2 separate regions of the Mus musculus genome follow, and region 2 is linked to region 1. A link is a contact called in public Hi-C data. All regions are on one chromosome and are shown on one strand. Each heading gives the region's core, a stretch centred on a gene start, on an enhancer-like site or on the middle of the called end of the contact. The rest is flanking DNA. Distances are from core to core; before and after follow the strand shown.

The links. A called contact is a pair of places that touch in the nucleus more often than the background predicts.
Region 2: a contact with region 1 is called in a Hi-C map of bone marrow-derived macrophages, with 1.8 times the contacts expected there. The contact joins the promoter of 4930449C09Rik here to the enhancer-like site in region 1. A contact is called at or near these places in 3 of 15 datasets of contacts at CTCF or cohesin (CD8 T cells, the G1E-ER4 cell line and the NIH/3T3 cell line), 12 of 484 Hi-C or Micro-C datasets (ECoMG myeloid progenitors, the G1E-ER4 cell line, LSK cells and 7 more), 3 of 115 datasets of contacts at active chromatin or transcription factors (the HPC-7 cell line, bone marrow-derived macrophages and embryonic stem cells) and 1 of 9 other capture datasets (embryonic stem cells).

The regions. Positions count from the first base shown.
Region 1 is chr15:63,677,662-63,683,761 of GRCm38.p6, forward strand. No RefSeq gene overlaps it. Among named protein-coding and RNA genes, the nearest start is that of 4930449C09Rik, 38 kb to the right of the region's middle. Within about 2 kb of position 1,485, at least 29 of the 459 cell types and tissues checked have an H3K27ac peak or open chromatin away from gene starts, as enhancers often do. A contact at or near this core is called in the HPC-7 cell line, LSK cells, bone marrow-derived macrophages and 2 more, where this site is marked.
Region 2 is chr15:63,716,778-63,722,238 of GRCm38.p6, forward strand. 4930449C09Rik (RIKEN cDNA 4930449C09 gene) reads left to right here and starts at 1,571. Exons shown (of 4, transcript NR_166778.1): 1 at 1,571-1,683; 2 at 4,999-5,164.

The DNA of each region.
Region 1 (6,100 bases), core at 235-2,734:
CAGAAACAGGGAAAGGGGATAACATTTGAAATGTAAATAAGTTACAGAGACGAAGTTTGGAGCTGAGACAAATGTATGGACCATCTAGAGACTGCCATATCCAGGGATCCATCCCATAATCAGCCTCCAAACGCTGACACCATTGCATACACTAGTAAGATTTTGCTGAAAGGACCCTGATATAGCTGTCTCTAGTGAGACTACACCGGGGCCTAGCAAACACAGAAGTGGATGCTCACAGTTAGCTATTGGATGGATCACAGGGTCCCCAATGGAGGAGCTAGAGAAAATACCCAAGGAGCTAAAGGGATCTGCAACCCTATAGGTGGAACAACATTATGAACTAACCAGTACCCCAGAGCTCTTGACTCTAGCTGCATATATATCAAAAGATGGCCTAGTAGGCCATCACTGGAAAGAGAGGCCCATTGGACTTGCAAACTTTATATGCTCCAGTACAGGGGAATGCCAGGGACAAAAAGTGGGAATGGGTAGGTAGGGGAGTGGGGTGGAGGGTATGGGGGGCTTTTGGGATAGCATTGGAAATGTAAATGAGGAAAATACCTAATTAAAAAAAAGAAATGTAAATAAATAAAATATCCAATTAGAAAAATTGGGGGGGAGCATTCTCTTCAATGCCTGATGCCTAACTCACAAACACACACAACATAATATTGTGGGCTGGGAGGCAGATGAGGGTTAATACCTCATTTTTCTGCTTTTAAACCAGCACGTAGACTAATTAGGTACTCAGGCACTCAGAAACAAGAGACCATGAGATAAGACAATCAACTGCTTTGGTGAGTGGGGAGAAGGGATAGGATAGGGGGTTTCTGAAGGGGAGTCCTGGAAAGGGGAAAACGTATGAAATGTAAATAAGGAGAAGAAGAAGAAGAAAAAGACACCTTGTTTGGAGTGTCTCTGTTATCTGAAGTTAGGAATGTGGGAGGAGAGGGGCTTCCCTGGAGATAGTGGTACTGGGCACCTTCATGAGTGAGACAGATGGTGTGCCAGGGCAGACATGGGCTGGAGGTCTAGATCTGGGATCACTTATAATAAGATGGTGGTCACACACAAGTGCAGTGTGTATCCAGAAAGGGCTGGAAATAATGAGAACAAGCGTCAGGGCCAACAGACAGAGAACCGTCTCCCAGAGAGTCCATGAAGAGCTCTCAAAAGATGACAAGACTCTGCCATTGCTGAGACAGGGCTGAGAGAAGAAAGAAAAGCTGGCCCACAACCATTCCAGAAATGTCAACGGAAAAAGGCGGTCTTTTGGAGGTCTGTGTTTTCCAGGTTCCCAGCCCTGGTCCAAAACGTTATCTTCAAACCACCATTTACTCCCAAGACCCTTCTCCGACCCTCGTCCTTCCTCTGCTATTTATGTTGCTGCTGTGGTTTTCCTTTCTGACCCTTCTCATTGAAACTTTGAAAGAAAAGGGGAAGAAAGCCAGGATGCCTCTCACTGAGTCAGGGTTAGCAGTAGGTGACAGCTTTGACCCTGTGTGTTCTCTGGGGAGACAGCATGAGGCCATAGGAAGACCAGAGGCTTCACTTCCTACCCATGACGTAAACAAGTCCATAACTTCTCAGTACCCTTGTTTCTCATTTATTTGTATCAAATACACACACACACACACACACACACACACACACACACACACACACACACATAAACACACACATGTAAACACACAAATTTCTGTTCAGTGTTGTGCCCAGTGCAGTAAGATTGTGAACATGAAGGCCATACCTAGTGCATACTACATAGCCCATAGATGTGCATTTCTGTTCCTTTGAGCAAGTTGTACAGCTGTGCAAAGATACAGCTGTTCCAGACCTCTGTGCTTTTACAACAAAAAGAGGACAGAATCAAATGGCATTCATCTTGCATGTTTATTGGGAGTATGAACATAAAAGCTCCGGGGCATTTTCAACATAGGCATCTCTGAACTTCTGGGTTGTTGGATTTTTTGTTTTTGTTTTTGTTTTTGTTTTCCCCCTTCTTACTTGGTTCTCTTACTGGAGAAGTCAGAAACAAAAGAGCTAGAATTCTAGTGTTGTCATGTGCCAGGAGATGTTGTTGTTATTTTTTTACATCCCAACCACAGTTTTCCGTCAAGGCTGAACAAAGCAACCAGTAAGAAGGAAAGGGTCCCAAAAGCAGGCAAAAGAATCAGAGACAGCCCCTGCTCCCACTGTTAGGTGTCCCACAAGAAGATGAAGCTATACAATCTTACCATATATGCAGAGGGCCTAGGTCAGTCCCATGCTGGCCAGGAGATGTCTTTTAATGGATGCATGAATGGATGGATGATGGGAAGACAGGAGGATGAAGGGCATTGTCTTAGCTAGGTTTTCTATTTTTATGATAAAACACCATGAACAAAAACAACATAGGGAGGAAAGGGCTTGCTCATTTCATTTACAGATCCACGTTAGAGTTTAAAGCTGAGGAAAATCAGGGCAGGAGCCTGGAGGCAGAGACTGAAGCAGAAGCTTAAAGGAGAACTGGCTTGCTTCCCAGGGCAAGCTCAGCCTGCTTTCTTGTATAGTAATGGGGTATGGGGGCAGGGCACTGGGCCCTCCCATGTCAATCACCAATCAAGAAAATCTACCACAAGCCAATCTACTAGGGGCATTTATTTTTTTCAATGGAGGATCCCAAATGACTGTAGCTTATATCAAGCTAACATAAAATTAACCAGCACAGATGTGTCCAGGGACATGAATAGATTCTTACACATACAGAATCGCCTTACTCAAGCTGCTTCAGTTGTACCATGATCTCCTGAGAAACTAGAGCCACAAAAATAGAATCTCAGGGGCCTAAAGACTATGAAAAATCTTTGCTCCTTGTTTTGTGCACTCACAAACTAGACATTCTTGGCCAAGTCCTGTTTAGAAATGGTTGTATAGCCTGAGAAAATTGGATTTGACTTGCCATGTAGAATTCTGTTAACACAGTTATATAAACATAGCTCTTTATTAATCTAAATTACTGGCCTTCAGGCTGAGTTTATTTTATTTGCACACAAGATCTTCCATCCCTGGGAACCCTAGAGGACAAGTGTGTCCCAATGAGAACAAGACTTTTGTAAACCACTTAGAAACAGCCCCTCAGGAGGTGCCACATAAACAAAATGTAATGAATTGTTCCCCCCCCCCCCCCGTCAAAAATGAACAATTCATAATGTGCCCCTGAATGGAACCAACAGGCCCTCTTGTCAAACACTGCACTTTGATGTCTTTTTCACTGGTTAGAAAAAAAGAAAGAAAGAAAATAACATTCTTCTTAATGACTTTTTTTTTCATAAGGAAAAGAGAATAAACGTATCCACTACCCAGCCAAGAGGACCCTCCCTGATAACTTTGGATGAGGCACACTGGACATCTAAATAAAACTTTCTTGACTACAGAAAAACTCAGCTGATACAATTACAGTATTCTCTGTGTTGGAAATCATAAGCAATTTAAAGCAATATTCCTAAATACATAGTAGGTGTCATAGACATAATAACAGAACATAATAAAAAGAAGGGCTTACTAGCATCTATTTCTCGCTAGCAAGACACTATATTGCGTTGTTCAATAGACCCACCTCAACAACCCACAGCATAAGTGCTGGTATTGCCCTCATTTTACGAGTGAGAGAACTGAGTCTGAAAGAGAGAAATTTGGGTATTTATTCTGCCACTAACTAGCTATATGATCCAGGGCAAGTGACCAATAGACCAGTTTTCTGATCTCTCAGGCAAAGCCTTTTGTTTTCATTCATCTGCTTCTGCTGAGGTTCTCTGGTTACAGAAACAGAAGTCTATACTGACAGACTTAAGCAAAAAACTTGAAGTGGAAGAAAAGGTCGGAGGAGAGGAAAAGTCGTGAATGGAGGAGTAGGAAGAAGGATGTATTGGTGTGATACTTAAGTGCTTTATACATTAGACAGAAGGTTGGGAACTGGAGAGCCAAGCTTAGAAGCAGAATATGTCAGAACAGGAGTCACAGAAGATCTGCACGCAAAGTCTACTAACCCTCTGCATTCGGGTGCCACCGTGGTGGGCCTGTCTTAGTAACTGTACTAAGTAACAGCTGCGACTGTGATAAAATGCCTTGAGAAGAGCAAGTTAAAGAAGAAATGTCTTGGTTTGACTCACAGTTATAGTCTGTCGTGGCAGGAAGGTCACAGAGCAGGAGATCAAAGCAGCAGGTACCATTGCATTCTCAGTGAAGAAGCAGAGAGTGAGGGAGACTGGGGCCCATCATGCTTCCTTTTTATGGAGTCCAGGGCCTCAGCCATGAAGCTACCTGGGTCTTCCTACCAAAGTTAAAGCTAATCACAGTAACTGCTCTCAGACTTGCCAAGGGTCTAGCCTAATCTACATAACCCCCCTTGCACATGAGCCTGGAGACTTGCATCCTAAGTGACCACAGAATCAATTGATAATTAACACTAACCGTTGCAGTTTTCCTCCCTTTTTATGCTTCATTTACTTGGTGTGTGTGTGGGGGGGGGGGGTCTGTGTGTCTCTGTGTCTGTGTGTGAGCATGCATGTGTGCATGTACATGCATGCACGACAACACAAGGATGGGTTCCAAGGATCAAGCCCTGCTTATCCAGCTTAGCAGTAAGCCCCTTTACCCTACAGCCAGCTCCTTCTTCCTTTTTTCAAGCTAGGGTTTCTCTGTGTAGCCTTAGCTATCCTAGAGCTCTCACTCTGTAGAGCAGGCTGGCCTCCAACTCAAGAAATTCACCTGCCTATGCCTCTCAAGTGCTGGGATTAAAGGCATGTGCCACTACTTTCTAACCCCTAAGATTTAAAGTCCCAACTGGGCACAGTGGTGCAGGTCTTTAATCCCAGCACTTAGGAAGCAGAGGTAGTCAGAGTTCTGTGAGCTTGAGGCCAGCCTGGTCTACACAGTGAGTCCCTAGTCAGCCAGAGCTTACGTATTGAGTCTCTGTCTTAATTAAGTAATTCCCGGTAAAAAATTTCATTTGACCCTGCATGAGTCTGCTCGGCAGAGCACAGCACATGAGTTATAACCCAAGCAATGCTGCACAGGTAAGGAGTGGGCTTCCAAAGAGAAGCTGGACCCTGTTAGGGAGTTATAGATTTTTGTGTACAGATCCACTATGACCTCAAAGATCAATTTTAAATGAATGTGTTGGTTTTCAAACTGTGTGAGAAAGTTTGAATTCCACCTAATTTATAGCACCCTACATTCTGGAAGCGGCTGTAGGAAAGGGCAGCGGAGGCTTCAGACGCTGCTGGGTTTTGTTTTGTTTTTTTCCATTGTCTCTCACATCACAGCTGTGCTGGGCCTCACAGCAGGAGCTCAGCCTAGGTCAGGAGAATTTACACCCATAAGACACCAAGAGCACGTCAACCCTCAGCTCCACTGCAGTGGAGTGCCAAACTCTTAGATGAATTCATCACACTCCGGGGACTCCTTGACTTGGTTCCTCCTATTGAAGGGAACATGGAGACAGAGACAGAAGGCAAATCATTCAGATGGCTTCAGCAGTATTTCATGTGACTGATAGTATGAGTCCAAATCAGGTCAAAAAATAATAATAATAGGGATAGAGGAAACAGAGCTTAGAAAGACATGGTAAAGGCTGACATGACAGGACCCAACGAGCTGGTGAGTAAAACAGAAACCCTGGAGTTGTTTGTGGTGCAGGTGCCTCACTGGATGAAATATCCATTAACTGTGGACGCACACGGACAGTTGTTAGCCTACAAGTTGTTAGCTTCCGAGGTAGCAGAGACATGAGAGTCACTGGGGCTAACTGGCCACCAGCCTAGCTCCAGGTTCAGTGAGATACCCTGTCTCTAGGGATTAAGGCAAGGGCGACTGAGGAGGTCATCTGATACCTTTCTCCAACATCCCTACCTGTCCACATGGGCATGCATCCCTGCACGCACACACACATCTACAACAATATGAAGACTAGCATGGAGTTTAAGGGTGAGATGTGGCAAGAATCCTTAGCAGCATTGGTTTACGCCATAGTTTTCCTTAACTATGGAAGAGCTTATGAATTGGAAGTGGGTGGTGGATCCCAAAAGTATATAAGAAAAGGAATCCACAATGCATA
Region 2 (5,461 bases), core at 321-2,820, 39 kb after region 1:
ACACCTTGCACATAAATTAAGCTAAATGTTGGATAGCCAACATATCCTGCTCTCAGAGGAAGAAGCCAAGGCTCTAGGGAAGTAAAAGAATTTCCCTGGGGCATAGCTAGACACGAAGTCAGGGCCTCCAGATCTATGTGTAGTCATCTGTGGTCTTTGTGCCTGAGGGAAGCATCGAACATGTAAGAAGCCTGCTTCAAGACCAAAACCAACTAAGGAGAAAGGAGTCAACTGAGGGAGCTGGGAAACAGCTGGGTGAAGACTCTGAGCTGTAAAAGGGAGTACACATTTGAGGACGGGAAGAGAGAGAAACATGTCATGTCCGACTGGAGCTCAGAGGGGGCTCCAACATGTTGTCACCTCAGGAAGGGCCAAAGAGATGTGGAACTCCAGTCTTTGGTGGGGGAGGGGGGCATGGTCCTGAAAAAATCTTACCAAAGTGTATTAGAATCCTTGAAATGTACATTTTTGAGCAGTCAGCATAGAGTAGTACTGCTTTATCTGTGAGAGGTATTCTAAGCGATACTTTTGGGGGGGTGGATATTTTCTTTACTTACATCTCAAATGTTTTCCGCTTTCCAGGTCTCCTCTTCGGAAATCTCCTATCCCATCCCCCTAGCCCCTGCCTCTATGAGGACGCTCCCCCACCCACCCACTCCTGTCCTCCCGCCCTGGCATTTCCCTACACTGGGCCACCTAACACCCTCAGACCCAAGGGCCTCTCCTCCCACTGATGTCCAACAAGGCCATCCTCTGCCACATAGGTGGCCAGCGCCATGGGTGGCTCCATGTGTACTCTTTGGTTGGTGGTCCAGTCCCCGGGAGCTCCGGGGTGGGAGGGGGGTTGGCCTTAAACCCAAGAAAGTTCCAGACAAAACAGGCTAAGGCAGTCCTTCTGGTTAGCTTTCCATCTGTGTCAGCCTCTAAGCTACCTGAGCCTGAGGCAAACATCCTTCCTTCTTCAGGTGTCCCTAATAAGGAGGTAAGAGTGTAAGCCAGGCAGGCTTTAGGAAGAAATTTAAATGAAAACACCCACAGCAGACCACCTGGCTCCCAGAAGTCACTCAGGGAGGGGCCGCTATTACTAAGGTGCCATGAAAAAGGAGAAAAATAGGAGTTTTCTCACCACCCCTTCAATATGGTCTTCGGAATTCTCCCCGAAATGACTCTCCTAGGACCCTGGTTTGCAGCCAGCTGTTAGGGATCGCCATAAACAGCATAGCTTTAACAAGCCGAAGCAGCCCTGTGCTGTGCGGCACAGTGAAGCCCCAGCTTCACTGCTTAGAAGTTCCCATAACTCAAGTCTCTCATACTCTAGGCAAGCTTCACCAATGACACACTGTGTGTCTCACGGAGACTTGGCCCGGGAACAGAAGTGAAGCCAACTGAGTTTCTTTACCACTGACTGCCCTTGAAAGTTTTAACCTGTCCTGCTTTGTCCCAGACTGGACCTACAGCTCTCGCCCAAGCATCCCTACCGCGTTCCCCAGGAAGTGAAAGGGGTCCTGGATTGCTAACCTCCCCTCGCGCGCCGGCTCCAACGGCCCCCTCCACCACCACCACCACCACCACCACCACCACCACCACCACCACCCCCACCGTGAGCTCTATAGACACTGCTTTAATTTTCAGAAGTAACTGATGCAAAACTTCACAACTTTATTATAAACAGGAAAAAAAAACGTAAGTCCCACACAACCCCCGCCTCTCTCCCTGTTCTTTCTCTCCTTCTCCCTCCCTCATTTCCTCCCTCTCTCTCCCTTCAAAGTTCTGCATTACTCTATGCACGTTCCTCCCAAGGTTCATGCTCTGTCAGGACCCATTATCTCTTCTTTGTAATAACCTATGTACCATTATCCTGAACTCAGAACAACTCTGGCAAAGCAGAAATAATGCATCATCCACTAACATGGAAAATATCAAGGGTACAGATCGAAACAAAGCATTCTCAAAAGAGGGAGCTCAAACAGCTGAGGAGGACTTAAAGAAATGGTCCACATCCTTAGTCATCCCAAAAATGCAAATCAAAACGGCTTGAAGAATTCATCTTGCACCCATCAGGATGTCTAAGATCAAGGAGACAAATGTCAGCTATGCTGGCAAGGATGTGGGGTAAGGGAAACACTGATCCATCGGTGAAAACTTGTAGAGTCACTATGGAAATCAGCATGGCTGTTCCTCAAGACGATGAGAATCAATTTACTTCAAGACCTAGCTATACCATTATTCTTGGGGATATACCCAAAGGATGCTTCATCCCATCCCAGAGACACTGATCAGCTCTGCTCATTGCTACTCTATTCATAATAACAGAAATTGGAAACAACCTAGATACCTAGAAGAGATAATGGGTCCTGATACACTCCATGAGAGAGAACCCATACTGGACACTGGTTAGGTGACCAAGAACCTGAGATTAGATAGGCCAGGGACCTAAGGTAAAACCAAACATCACTTTTCTAAGAGGAAGGAAGGAAGGGAGGGAGGGAGGGAGGGAGGGAGGGAGGGAGGGAGGGAGGGGAAGAAGGGGAAAGGGAAGAAGGGAAAGGGGAAGGGGAAGGGAAGGGAAGGAGAAAGCAGTAGCAATAAAATGGCTACAACTGACATTCTGCCATACCCATAGATCAGCACGTTGCTCAGTCCACATTGGAGAAGCTTCCTCCTGCACTAGATGGGAACAAATATAAAAACCCAAGCCAGATATTATATGGAGTGAGAGATTCTGGAACACTCAGCTCTAAAGAGGGTATCTCTGTCAAATCCCTCTCCTCAGTGCTCAGGGACTTCTGCAGAAGAGGGGCAGAAAGAATGTAAGAGCCAGAGGGAATGAGAAACACTAAGAAATCAAGACCTTCAACAGGATCACACATATGACCTCAGAGACTGAGGCAGCATGCGCAGGGCCTGCACAGGGCCTAGATGGAGTCCTAGAGCTAAAGCACAAATCCCACATCCTAACAAACACCTCATCCTGACCCAGAAGCAACCTCCAATTGGTAGGCAGTTACAAATGAAAAATAAGTTTTCTCCAAAGGGAAGCAAGCTACTCCTAAGAGTAGGTCGCATGCCCAGCAGTAAATAAACAATGAATTCAGTGGTGTCTTTGAAGGTCCTAGTCTCATAATGCCATGTCAGGGAATTGTTTTTATTTTATCTTATTTTTTCTAATCTTATTTAATTTATAGTTTTCATCACTTTTTAACCCTATAGGTCATAGAAAAATAGATGATGGATAGGTATTTCAGATATATATAAATTGTGTGTGTGTGTGTGTGTGTGTGTGTGTGTGTGTGTGTGTGTGTGTACATTAAACCAGTTTAGTGTTTTATGGGATTTCTGAGTGTGCCAACAAGTGGGTCTTTGCATGTATGTCCCTTGTACCTTTACTTGGGCTATTTTATTTGTTCATTTAGTCCTTCTCTGATTATCTTAATTATCTTTGTTTTATTAGTCCTTTGAAACCTGTTCATTTTGTAATGAGAGACAGAAAGGGGGTGGATCCAAATAGAAGGGGAAGTAAAGAGGAACTGGGAGGAGTAGAGGGGGGAGAAACCATATTCAGGATATATTACATGAGAAAAAAATCTATTTTTAACAGAAGGGAAAGTTTATGATATATTATTTATATATATATTTATTTGAGATAACTCATTTAGTCTTACAAACCTATAAAATACATTGTTACCAGAATTATTTAAATAAATTTACTAAGAACATTTAAAAGGGGGAAAAGCTAGCCTGCTCTTGGTCATGTGGTAAGAAAGGACTCTCTATTCCTAACCTTTTCTTTAAAAAAAAAAAAAAAGGTTAACTTTTTAACCTGCCTAACTGCTAATGAGTATAGTCTTATTTTTGGAGGGATGAAAACCATTCTCAAATTAATTGTGATGTTTGAACATCTCTGTCAAGTACACTAAAAACCACTCAATTGTGTGTTATAAATGAGTGAGTTACAGAAGTTACAAAGTATATTACAATAAATTTTTATTTTTGTTATTTCATAATTTGTTTTCCAGTCCAGGTCTCACTGTGCAGTTCTGGAAGGCCTGAAACTCTTTGTAAATTAGAATGATCTTGAACTCACAGAGAGTCACCTGCCTCTGCCTGCCTCTGCCTCCGGAGTGCTAGAATTTCAATAAATTTTTCAAAAAGAGAAAGAACACAGGAGTCTGCCCTGGAATGTGGGTTTGACTCCTGGCTGTGCAACCTGGCGTACATTAACGTACATTTTCCATGACCCCTCCCCTTCTCTGTGAGTCCAGTGCTTCCTCTGCAAATTGGGTTAAAGCAACATCTCCTACAAACGGGCAGTTGGGAAGAATTATTTTTAAAGTAATTTAGCAGCTCCCAGGATATACAAAGCCATGTGTAAGGATACTGCTCTGTTTCAGCTCTGCATTCCAACGGTTTGGTGTTATGGTTAAGTGCCTGATTCAGAGGAAGTAGAGATGATTTCTCGTGTTTGTAACTCGGCCAGGCACAAGCAAGGACATGAATGCAGGACATATCTGCTGGCAGGCTTTAGTCAGTCAGAAGACATGAAGGTTTCCAGTGACTTGGTTTGAGTTCTAGTCACCACCTTGCAACATGGTTACCCTAAACACAAGTCCTTCACATCTACCCCAAGTTTTGACTGTCTTAATCCAACTCATAAAACTGACAGTTTCAGATCTATCAAACTCAAATGGTTTGTTTCAAACATGAAATAATTAATGCCACGGATGTCTTTTTTAAACTGCATCTCTCCCTCTCAGACATGGGTTTTGCCCTAAAGATGGTCCAGGTGTCTCTTTTGCTCTTGAATCCCTCTCCTCCATCCCCTTCCACTCCTTGCTCGTTCATCTGTACATCAAACACCTAAAACGGGTGAGAACTGAGCCCGAACCTCGAGAAAAAGAGTAGCTGAGCTCCGGAGGCCAGTAGATCTCCTTCTATGTGCACAGCCTGGGGTATGAAGTCCTAGCTAGTGCTTGTCCTTTCACTTTGGTTCCTTGCTAGGACACAGAAGATACATGGAGGCAGTAGTGGCCTGTTCATCAAGCCTTCCAGACCTCCAGGTGGGAAGATGGAGGTAGGTGAGCCCAGCCTGCCAACCACCAACTCTGAAAGCCTCTACTGCCATCTACTGACCAGTGGGGGAATTCATGGGCAAAATGCCAAGAAGGTGAGTTCCTCAGTTAAAAGTTTTAATAATCAGTTCCTGCAGCCCCCCACCCCATTTCCTCCCAATGAGAAAATTCCCAAGCCCTCATAAGTAAGGGGCTTCTATGACACCATACCATCAGTCGTAGCAGCCTATCTCCCCTGCACCCAGATTGGCTCTGCCCACCTACAGTTCTTCCATTTGAAAATAGAGCCACACTAGCCTGTAAGAAAGATCCAAGACTGGGTCTGCATTAATATTTGCTTTTCAGCCCAGAGCTCAGTGCCACAGGGCCAGCAACGCCCTTCAAGGACAAGG